Linked DNA regions of Neogale vison: region 2 is linked to region 1. Evidence: chromatin contacts called from public Hi-C data. All regions are on one chromosome and are shown on one strand. The core of a region is the stretch at or near the end of the contact, and the rest is flanking DNA. Distances in the headings are between cores, read along the strand shown. Region 1 overlaps JMJD1C (probable JmjC domain-containing histone demethylation protein 2C). Region 2 has its middle 170 kb from the start of JMJD1C.

What was found. A called contact is a pair of places that touch in the nucleus more often than the background predicts.
Region 2: a Hi-C map of muscle shows a contact between it and region 1, with 4 times the contacts expected there. The contact joins two enhancer-like sites. A contact is called at or near these places in 2 of 3 Hi-C or Micro-C datasets (fibroblasts and muscle).

The regions. Positions count from the first base shown.
Region 1 is chr2:178,014,130-178,019,612 of ASM_NN_V1, forward strand. It overlaps JMJD1C (probable JmjC domain-containing histone demethylation protein 2C), which reads right to left. Exons shown (of 26, transcript XM_044239615.1): 9 at 5,221-5,393; 10 at 2,583-4,792. Among named protein-coding and RNA genes, the nearest start is that of NRBF2, 87 kb to the left of the region's middle. Within about 2 kb of position 3,037, the one cell type or tissue checked has open chromatin away from gene starts, as enhancers often do. A contact at or near this core is called in fibroblasts, where this site is marked.
Region 2 is chr2:178,470,160-178,475,642 of ASM_NN_V1, forward strand. No RefSeq gene overlaps it. Among named protein-coding and RNA genes, the nearest start is that of JMJD1C, 170 kb to the left of the region's middle. Within about 2 kb of position 2,197, the one cell type or tissue checked has open chromatin away from gene starts, as enhancers often do. A contact at or near this core is called in fibroblasts, where this site is marked.

The sequences.
Region 1 (5,483 bases), core at 1,787-4,286:
CTGCCTCTCTGACTGCTTGTGATCTCTAGCAAATAAATAAATAAAAATCTTTAAAAAAATTTTTTTTAATGTTTAAAAAAAATAAATTTAAACGAATACATGAATTACAAAAACATGAAGGCCCAGGTCATATAGATGGTTTTTGATATTATAACTTTTGCTTCTAAATTAGGCCACACATCATGGTAATTAACTCCTTTTAGAACTATTACAACAGTATTTGTAAAAATAACTTTCTCTTTCAATTCTATATATCTTAATTTATTGACAACATCTAAAATCTAAACTTTGAGAGTAAGATATTTAGTCAACGAAAAATACCTAGTATTCCTTTTACCATTAGAATATTTTCAACCTTAGTCCTCAATTTATTAGCAAATCCTCAAACAGTTGCTCTAGCCAACAGAAAACTAGGGACGAAGAAAACAGGAAACAAACACATGCTAACCTTTAATCTCTGATGTCATCACCTTAAAAAATCTTTCTTAGGATACAGAAATTAACTGATTATAATAGAAACAATGGTCTTATCACAGGATTTATATTTAACTTTGATTAGCAATTTCAGTTTATAAAATAAAATTATATAAGAATTTAGTCACAGAAAAACAGCCAACTTTTAATTATCATTATGAAAACGCAGCAGATATGAATACATTCCAAAACAGCAGATAAAATCTATTGTGCCTGGCTTTAGAATGTACTAAGAAACACAAGTTTCTTTATAGGCGTTATGTGTATATGATTAACACATGTATAACAGTGTATATAATCACATATTCTCAAGTACAGACTTAACTTACTCTTTTTGACTATGAAATAGGGTTGTATTTAATCCATGAGATAGGTAATTCACTCAAATTTGGAAGTTAGATTCATAAACTACCAATTTAGAGAACTTTTCTAGATAGCCATAACAAAGGCTAGACAACTCTGGCCATAATTAACAGATGGCAATTAACAGTCACTTATTATTATTTTGGATTTAGGAATAGATGGGGCTTAGAATACTCTCTCTGAGATTAATTTTTAGGTACTAAGGAGGAAGAGATTTGACTAGGCATCACAAGTTGAGGGGAAAGTACTGATTCTAGTCTTTGTCTTTGAACTCTTGGGAACATGTACATTTGGTCTCAAAATGAAATATAACATGTACTTCATTAAGAGTTAATTTTATAAATTTTCATTAAGAGTTAATTTTATAAATTTAATGTCACAAGAGCTTTCTAAGTGTTAGAAGCTGGAAGATTCCTATCTCCATTTTCTGTAAATTTAACTCAAGTATTTGTATACCCAATACCAAACAAAGGAAATGTTACATGAAACAGAAAAGAAAACAATTACTGACCACACTACGTCTCTTAAGAATTCACTGGGGAAGTAGAACACATGAGAAAGAAAAAACAACACTGTACACAATCCAAAAGTCAAATAAATGGCATGTATCCTGTATTCTCCAATGTCAATGTCCCTTTCTTTCTTCTGACTATGTTTGCATTTAGTCTGTCAGTCTCTCTGTCTCTAGTTGAGCTTGTTTTCCTTTGGTTTTTTACTTTCTGACTGTCCTTTTCTATGATTCCATCCTCCTGTTTTTCTCTCCTTCACTTTGCCTCTGGCTTCTACACAGGCATATAAAAAAACCTCATTCAGTGAAAAGGCCCAAATAAGAGGCTTCAAGCATCCAAATGCTTGTGAAAGTACTTTTTGAATGTCCACACTGTCACATATTTCCTATCCTGTATGTGGATGAATACACAGGTATAGTGAACTATTAAGTGCTTTCTGCATTGTGTAATATACCTAAAAAGAAATAAGCAAACTGAGAAAAACCACTTCTAGAGTAAAAACATAGAAACACTTTGTAGTGTATACTACTGACAAGCACAACTTCTTTTGTCCCGCTAAGGCTACAAACAAAATGTAAATATTATCAGTTTTGAAACGTTTACTTATGAAAATTCTTCTTGAATACAGAAATGAGCACACAAAACCACAATCCCTTCCTTTTATTTAGCCCACTGTTAAGAACTTCCTCAGTGAGTAGCAATATTAGTTAAATAGAAGGTAATTTCAATAAACTTTTGATACCAGGTAAGAGAAATAGAGCCACATCCACATTAACTAAAGCAATTTTCTTCTAAAAATGTGACTTAAAGGAAGTACATGTGAATAGGATTTCTTTTATAACTACATCATGGTAAAGGATTCTTAATTATAAGGAATCCTCTTTTGGTGTGATTTCAACAGTTCTTAGAAATGGTCAAAATTCTGAATAACTACTAAATTACACATTGGCTTTTTGTCAATATGAATGCTAGGTAAAACATATATCTACAAGTCTATTAAAAATGAAGAGACAGGTCTTCTCTCATTTCCTTTTACAGATACTTGTAAAATGCAGAAATGAGGTCAATGAGCACATACAATAGACAAGGACATGCAAACAAAGTCAAAAGATGCCTTTTAGCTCACTAATCTTTCGAGAAAGACACCCTTATTTCTTTAGATAACATTATTTCAAGAACATACAGCCCACTTTACCTAAGATTTAAAAAAAAAAAAAAAAAAAAAAAGCAACTTACCACTATTACTGTTGCTCTGCAATTTCAGTTTACTTTTTTCTTTGGCACTCCTGCTGAGCACCCCATTGGGTTTTAAATCTTCTTCTATGTCACCTTTTTTCTTCTGCAAATCATTTTGCTTCTTTTTGTAAGTTGGCTTAGGTTGCCTCTTAGTCCTTTGCTCTGACTTGCTTTCACTTTCATCTGAGTCTCCACTTTCAGAGCCAGATTCGTAAGTTCTTTTGGCTTTTCTCCTACTGACTTTATCATCTTTTACATATTTATCAATTATGATCTTACTATCTACACTATTTTGTATATCATTAGATGTAGAGGCTATTAAATTGACAGAACATGGCTTAATAATTTCTGATACAGAATTCCCTGAATTTTCCATTTTATTAGTATTTTTATCTTCCTCTGAGTGTCTAGTAAGCCAGGCCTTTTTCAGCTTAGTATGGTAGTTAGGTTGACTTGTCTGGGATGCTTGCCCATTTCCTACAGAGTTTGCTTTGTTTATTGTACTACAGACTACAGTGCTATCCAAGAGAGGGGAGGTTGTAGATGTCTGATTTTTCACAGCATTAGGTTCAGTCTCAGTGACATTACTACTTTTATACTGAGCTGCAGCCAATGCTGCCTTGTGCTTTTTTAAATGGATAAAATCAGTTGTGCCTGAGAACCCAGAACTGGGCTGAGCAGCACTTCCTGTCTGACTACTGGCTGGTGTAACTGGAGCTGTGGTGCTGACCCTGCATTCTTGTATTTGAGCCACTGAATGACTGACACTTTTTGAAGAGGTACATTCTAAGGATTTAGAGGCCAAAATGGTATTTGATAAAGAATAAATTATTTCTGAACCACCCCAGCTGGAAACACTAGTGGTAGTGGCAGCAGATGTGAATACATCCGTTTTGGTATTACACATTGTATTTACAGCAGACATGACTGAACTGGGAACACTGCCCTGTGAGACAGCCTGGACATTTTTTTCAGATTTTATGTGAGCACTGTCTGAATTCACACTTGGCAGAATGATTCTTCCAGTCTCTCCAGCTTCTGCTGGTTTGAGGCAATCTGTCTGGTTTGCCCCAGTTGAAGATCTTTCACTAACTCGATCTTTGGAACCTGACTGCATTGCTGGCACACTCTCAAGTTTTGTACGAGATGGTGGACGTACAATGACAGATGCCATAGCAGCCTGTGACTTTCCACTGCTTTTCTCTACATGCCATTCAGCTTTCTCTTTACTGAGGTTATTATTAGATTTCCACATTTCTGACAAACTTTGTTCAGAAGAACTCTTAAAATGTGCCTGAGAGTCTTTCGGCTCTGGAATTAGAGTTGGAGGCTTTTGTGATTCTTGAACTTTCCCACCAGCATTTACAGGCATGACTGGGGTTAAAGTTGGAGGGGAAAGACTACTATAGTTGCTTTCCTTTCTTTCCAGGCTGTGATGGATTGGTGGATGAAATACTGGTGCTCTGTGTAAAGCAGGCATGCTCCGGAGTGCATTTGTAGAAGAAACTGTCAAATGGGTAGGACTCCTACAATCATTTCTGAAAGTGGTTACTGAGTGAGAAGCAATTTGATGGGGAAGATGTTCTGGTATCTTGCCTACTAAACCTTCAGTTTCTGGTTGGTGTTTAATTAAAGGTGGAGGCTTTGAAAGAGATGAAATAAATGAAGTCAGAGTTTGAGGATTAGCTGCTACTGCAACAGAATTACTCTGTTTTTCAGTGTAAATATTTGAAACCTCTTTGGATGGATATGACCTTGGTGGTTCATTGACCACACTATTAGATAATGTAGTGAAATAGTTACTTTGGGGCAAACTCTGAGGCACTGAGTGCTTCATTTTATAAAGATCTGATACTGAACACTCTACATCTTTGTCTTGTTTGAGGATGACATGGCTTTTAGGGCTAGAAGATGACAATGGTACTCTGGAATAATTATCCCTCTCACCCTCAAGCCCCTTGATTTTAGTTGTAAAGGGAGCAACATCAATACTTTCTTGAAGGATTCGACGGTGTTCCTCCTTATACTTGTGTAATCTCTCTCCAGTCTCCTGGGGTTGTCTCTGTAATTGATTCAGTACTGGATCCACAAAATGTCTGTGCAATAAACCATCTTTTCCAGTCTGTGACCTATTTAGATCCAAGTCATTTTTCGCTGATGTGGATGCAACAGAACGTAAAGGTTCAATAAAAGCTTTCCTCTCTAATTCACTGTAAAGAAAATACACATAAAGGTTTCTATAATTTTTTTTGAATGATACGAAGATAGCATCTATGCGATATTATGAAAGTAAAACACAACTTTGCATTTACTTTAATACTCCTGAGTAAATTAGAAAATATATAAAAATGGAAACAACAGTACTCATTCAAAGCTTACTTTTAAGATGTTTATTAATTTAAAATAACCTGTTTAGAACGTGAATTAAGAAAAACTATAAAAGACAAAGTTTTCAGAGCACAAGTGGAGCAGCAGGCAGGAGAGGGAGAAGCAGGCTCCCCACTGAGCAGTAAGCCAGATGCCGGGCTCAATCCCACCTGGGATCATGACCTGAGCCAAAGGCAGACACCTACCCAACTGAGCCACCCAGGCACCCCAAGACAAAGTATTTCTAAGTTTTAGGCATTAGGGAACTTACTCTTTATGGTGATCTATTAAACTTTTTGTCAATGGTGGACTGGAATGTGCTGTAATTTTAAGAGACCGATGAGGCTCTGCACTGGAAGGTCTGACAGGAATGTGACTAAGTAATCCAATACCATCTGCTGAAGTCACAGGGGTGGGTTGATGTAACCAAGGACTGGGAGAATTCTATTTAACAACAATAACAAAATACATCAGACTTCAGTTACTAGAAAAAGCTAAATACAGTATCATCACAAGACTATAATGTATATTTAT
Region 2 (5,483 bases), core at 947-3,446, 460 kb after region 1:
TCCTGATCAAAGCCTGCTTATCCTTTAAGTTTCAGCTCAACCATTACTCTCTCTGGGAAGCAGTCCCAGATCTTTAATCCCCACACCCAGCATAATTAATCACTGCTGCCTCTGATCCCCTAGCACTTGGTTCACACTGCTGGCTTCCACTTATCACCTTGTTAAGCAGCATATCCATGGCCTCGCCTAGATTATAAGCTTCCCTAGCATAGAGATCTCTTCTTATTTGTCTTTATAGAGCAAGCCCTACTGGGCTACTCTCCATAGGACTGATCCTGCTGGCCACATGGTAGGATGCTGACCTTTATTCTCATTAAAGAGCGTGCCTAAGGCCACAGTTTACCAAAAGATTGTACAGGATTCTCCCGGATGAGAGGAGAATGTGAAGATGGACTAGGTATACAGCTGGTTAAGACGGTGGGATTTGGACCCAAGCTGGAGAGGGCCTAACGAGTTTGGAAGGGAACAAAATTAGGGGAAGAAGAAGCTTGATCTTTTGGAACAGAGTGTCCAGGGGGTCAGTAGGACCAGTTGCTTTGGAGAATAGCCACTGATACAGAAAATGATCTAGTATATACAAGGAATACTATAATTTTTTTTTTAATCAAAATTTCTCCCCTTTCAGCCTTTTCTCAATATGATTGCATTGCCATTAATGCTCTTGGTAAAGCGTAATGCTCAAGACACTGGGAAGCACATCTAGAAACAGCTGTGTATATGGCCATTCATTGATTTGCCTCCACTGGCTCGGGAGTAAGAGGTGGGATTTCTATTTGCACAGCCAGTGGTGTCTGGGTTGTTCTTGTCAGAGTACGCAGAGCACGCAGAGTTAAGGGAAGTAGTTGATTCTTTCCTTTTGTTTAGGCCAACAAGCTTCAGAGAGTTCCCACTCCCCATCTTGACCTCTGTGGATTTTTAGAACAATGGGGTCGTGTCCAGAACCGTAAGAACCCAGCAGGTCACGCGGCTTTTCTGAAGGTCTATTCAGCCACCTCAGAATACACCTAGAGGCACGCTGATGCCAAAGTACATGGGCCATTGGGTGTGAGCCTGACGGGAGCCGAGCCCGGGAGGCCTAATGGGGCCGTTGGCTCGGCGCCAGTCTGCAGGCCCAGTCTGGCCTGCTGGGCAGCTGCACATGGTCCTGGGACCAGAGCCAGCTGGTGGCTCATGGCAGTGGTTTCTGGGTCCTGGCACCATCCCAAGATCGGCCCCAGCTCCTTAGCCCTGACCTGGCAGTGGCTTTGTTCTGGCTCAAAGCTGAAGTTCAGCCCCCCACGGAGCCACAAGGTGAAGGCAGGCCCTTGAATCCTAACCCTTGTTCGCCTCTCAGACTGCCGCGCACTCTGCTCCAGGGGAGACTTAGGGCCAGTGGAGAAGGCTGGTCCTCTGGGTTCATCTTAGCTTCAGAACTGTTGTAGATTTTTCTCACGCTGAGGCTGAGCCCTTCGGTGCTGTCTGCGTGTGGGGCCCCAAGTTGGTGTCAACATCTCTGGGGATGGAACAGAAGCCTGGCAGGAGATGCCCTGACCCTGCCTTGTCCAGGAGCACTCTGAGGCAACTCAAGGACTGGATTTCAAAACTGGCCTTGGAGTCGCCAGAAGCGTCACCCCAGATCCGGGTCTCCTTAACGGGGTATCAGGAATATCACAAAACTCTCAAAATAACATGGATTTTAATCTCTATTAGAACATTTCACACCCATTTTAAATAAAAACATCTTTGTATTTGAAATACAAGTATTTGGGTCTTCTGCCAAGTGTGGCTAAAGCATCTTTAGAACATTTTGCTATCTTTATTGATTGGAAGGGGCGATCTAAGTAAAGCAGAGTGCTTGCTATGCAAATAAAGCTTCCAGACACATCTCCTGTCTTCCTCCCCCAGCAGATTGCCTCCGGAGCCCCTCCCCTGTGGAACTCCGAAAGCTCCTTTAAAAAAAAATATAGTCTTTATTTGCATGCCCTCCCCCCCCATGTTGCAGTGTAGTTCTCCCAGATTGAGAGAAACACAATGAAGGAAAAAAAAATTTGTTTTCAGCGCTTCCCTTTTCACAAACTCTTTTTTTGGAAACCACAACCTCGGATCCCAGCCGAGGTTCCCGGGGGCTTCAGGAACATCAATCAGTTTCGCAGCTGGAGGCCGAGGCTTTCCTCAGGGAAGACTTTTTACATAAAACAGATTGTACTTTGTCCTTGCCAGGGCAGACAAAGGTTTAAATTAAATATGCAGTGAGCTGCCGTTGGCTGCTCGCCACAGCCTGGGGGAGGGGGAAGGGAGAGCTCGTCCCTACTCTCCTTCCTTTCTCTGCAGTTGTTTTTTTTTCTCCTGTTTCTGTTTTTCCAGGGGATTCAGTTCGAAGTTAAAAGACCTGGGCTCTGAGCTGGGCTTTTCTGTGAATTCGCGGTGTGATACGGCACAAGTCACGGGGCCCCCTGGGACCTCAGTTTCCTCTTCTGTACAGTGAGGAGTTTGAGATGATGTGTGAAGTTCTTTTCCATATTTAACCTAGTAAGTTATCTCCAAATCCAGCTGTGTGCATTTCCAACGAGCACCACTAACCTCGGCTCTGAGCGGCATACCCCCACCGTTCCTGGGCTGACTGGGGTGACCTGGCTGAATCCTTTTCCCACACACCCCAGAGGCCAGGCGGGTGACACTTAGCGAGAAGGAGGCCTGCCAAACAAGATAGTGGCAACCGATTCCGTTATCCGTCTTGGGGGGGTTAATAGCAGTGAGGATCGAAGTGAATTGGAGAGAAAGAGCCCTCAAAAATGGGGCGGCCTCTACCCACTGCAGCTGAAGCCACTTGTTACCACTTGGGAATGTGGGCCTCTGCGACAGCAAGACTCTTTTAGTTTCTGTTTTAAGATTATAGGTTTAAGTAATCTCTACACCCAAGGTGGGGCTGGAATTTATAACCCGGAGATCAAGAGTCACTTGCTCTACCAGTTGAGCCAGCCAGGTGCCCCAAGTTTTTTAAATTAAAAAAAAATTTTTTTTAAAGTGTGAAAGTCTGAAACTTTTAAATATTGGCAACTAACTCCAAAAAAGTTTATGAATGTCATAAAATAGACATACAGGTCTATGGACTGAATTCAACTTGAAGACAGTATGCTAGGCTCATGGACCTTATGAATATAAGAATTTGTCTTCTCTATCTCACAGAGCTGTTCAGAGGATCACTATATTTAAAAATATGTGGTAAGCTGCAGCAATGTACAATAGACCCGAAAGGTATTTGAATACAGAAATGCCCACGGAGGGGCACCTGGGTGGCTCAGTTGGTTAAGCATTCAATGGGAGGGTGAGTTTCAGGAAAATAGCTTTACTCACATTCAGGTTCTCAATCAGCTCTTGGGTTGGGAGTTAACGGAACTGTCCTTTTATTGGTTAAAAATAACTTTATTATCTAAGTCAATGCTAAAAAAATTGATTTCATGTTGTTAGTCTTGTAGGGAAAGCAGGTTATAAACGGAATACATTTTTAAACTTCGGAATTCTAGTTTCCATTCTGTAACAATGGTAGCTTTTTATGTTCTCAGCATATGAAATTAAATATCATTTTAATATATAATTAAATATTAAAGATTTATCTAAGGTAATATGCACTATTTGGATACCTATGTATTCTATGGTAGTATGATAATTGCAACAATAAGTCCAGAAAGGACAAGAACAATTTGAGGGTTTTGTTCCCTGCATGCTAAAGGCAATCTTTTTATCTTGAGAGAGAATCAAATGAAAATGGGATATAATCTTTTAAAACATTCATGTTAGTGGTTAGATGACCTCTTTTCCTATTTTACCAGTGTATGAAACACAAATTGTAACTTCAGGAATGTATATGAAATACATTACAATTGTTCAAAGTGTATTCAAGTGATGGGCATATAACAAAGAGGCACAGGTAAATTACTAAGAAGCAAGAGGAAATGGTATCTTTCCTTGGAATGTCATGATTTTACAGACTAAAATAACTAAAGGGTACCTACATGTAAATACATTTCCTCTCCCATGGATATATAACCATTTTCTCTTTTCAGTTGTTTCCTCTTGATCTTACTAACTCAAGACATAAATACTTTATTTCTTCTTTCTTCTAAGTTGGTCTCATTTTCTTTCCCTGTATTTAAGCTTTTTCCTCTTTTTATCTCATGTATAGAGTAAGTCTCTCGGATTTGATCCATTAATTTACAGTTTCTGGCTTATAACTTAAAAATACATGTTACATTGTTAAGTACTCACAGTACATATCAAAGGACACAAGGAGATAGGGTTTCCCCATAAGCAGTGTGATATATGATGTTTACCAAATGAGAAAGCAAGGGCATAATCAGAATAGACACGGCCATGGTCAGGACAGACCCCAGCTGTATAGGACTACTCCAGACTTACTGGTTCTTTTTAACGGTAAGTTGCAACTGTGCAATTATTAGCGCTAGAACAACTATAGCATGGGCAACACTGAGACATTTGGTTACTGTTAGTCTGGATAACTACCCACTAGCTACTATAATGGACCAGCTCTAAATCTCAGGGGCTTTACCCAGCAAATATTTATTTCTTGCCCACACAAAATGAGGTGTCAGTAGAGGTTTTCTTCCACTCAGATTCCAAGCGCCTCCATCTTGTGATGTTCCCATATTAACACATGGCTTCCAAAGTCACTGCACAAGGAATGGGAGAACTGAAGGACACCCCCTGGGTCTGAGGACCTGGACCCAGAAGTGATAGAAGACACTTCTCACCTTTCATGGGCGGGAACTAGATCCATGTCTCCAACCCACCTGCAAGAAAAAGGAGAAAACGTAGGGAAGCAGATCAGTTGCTTTTGAGTTTCCAGCTCAAGGACGGATGGTGATTTCTATCTCACGTCACGTGTTTATTTAACTGATGGTACCTTGAGACGGTAGCCTGATTCTGTGACTTCTTTGCTTCTCTAATTAGTTCTATCACACTCTCTCCAATCTACCTCTGGATCAGATGTCCAAGAGGGACAGTCTTATTGTCTTGTTTATCATCATAATCAGTTTGGGCAGAGCTTTTGTTGAAAGCCATCTGAAACGGACTGGCCAGTCTACACACGGACTGTTCTAGATTACATGCCCACACCTGTCATAGCCATCTGTGAAAGAAGTTTGGGAATAAACTGCTTAGGAATTTGGAGATAAACAGAATAAATGAATTTGGCAGAACTGTTTAGAATACTGAAGATTTAAAACCATATCTAACAAGGTCTTCGTTGTTATTAATTTGTAACTATATCACAATAATTGCAAAATCAGCATCTGTCAAGGTCTTGTAGAGAACTACAGCCTTATTTTTTCAAGCCTATTTAAGTAGTCTGAATTAAGAGTAGCTTATAAATGCCAGCCCACAAACTAAGGTGTACTAAAATGTATCTTTCATTTTTTTGATAGTTGAATTTAATTTCTATTTTATGTTTCCATTCCATGGAGTGCAAGAAACTTAATTTTGTTAAT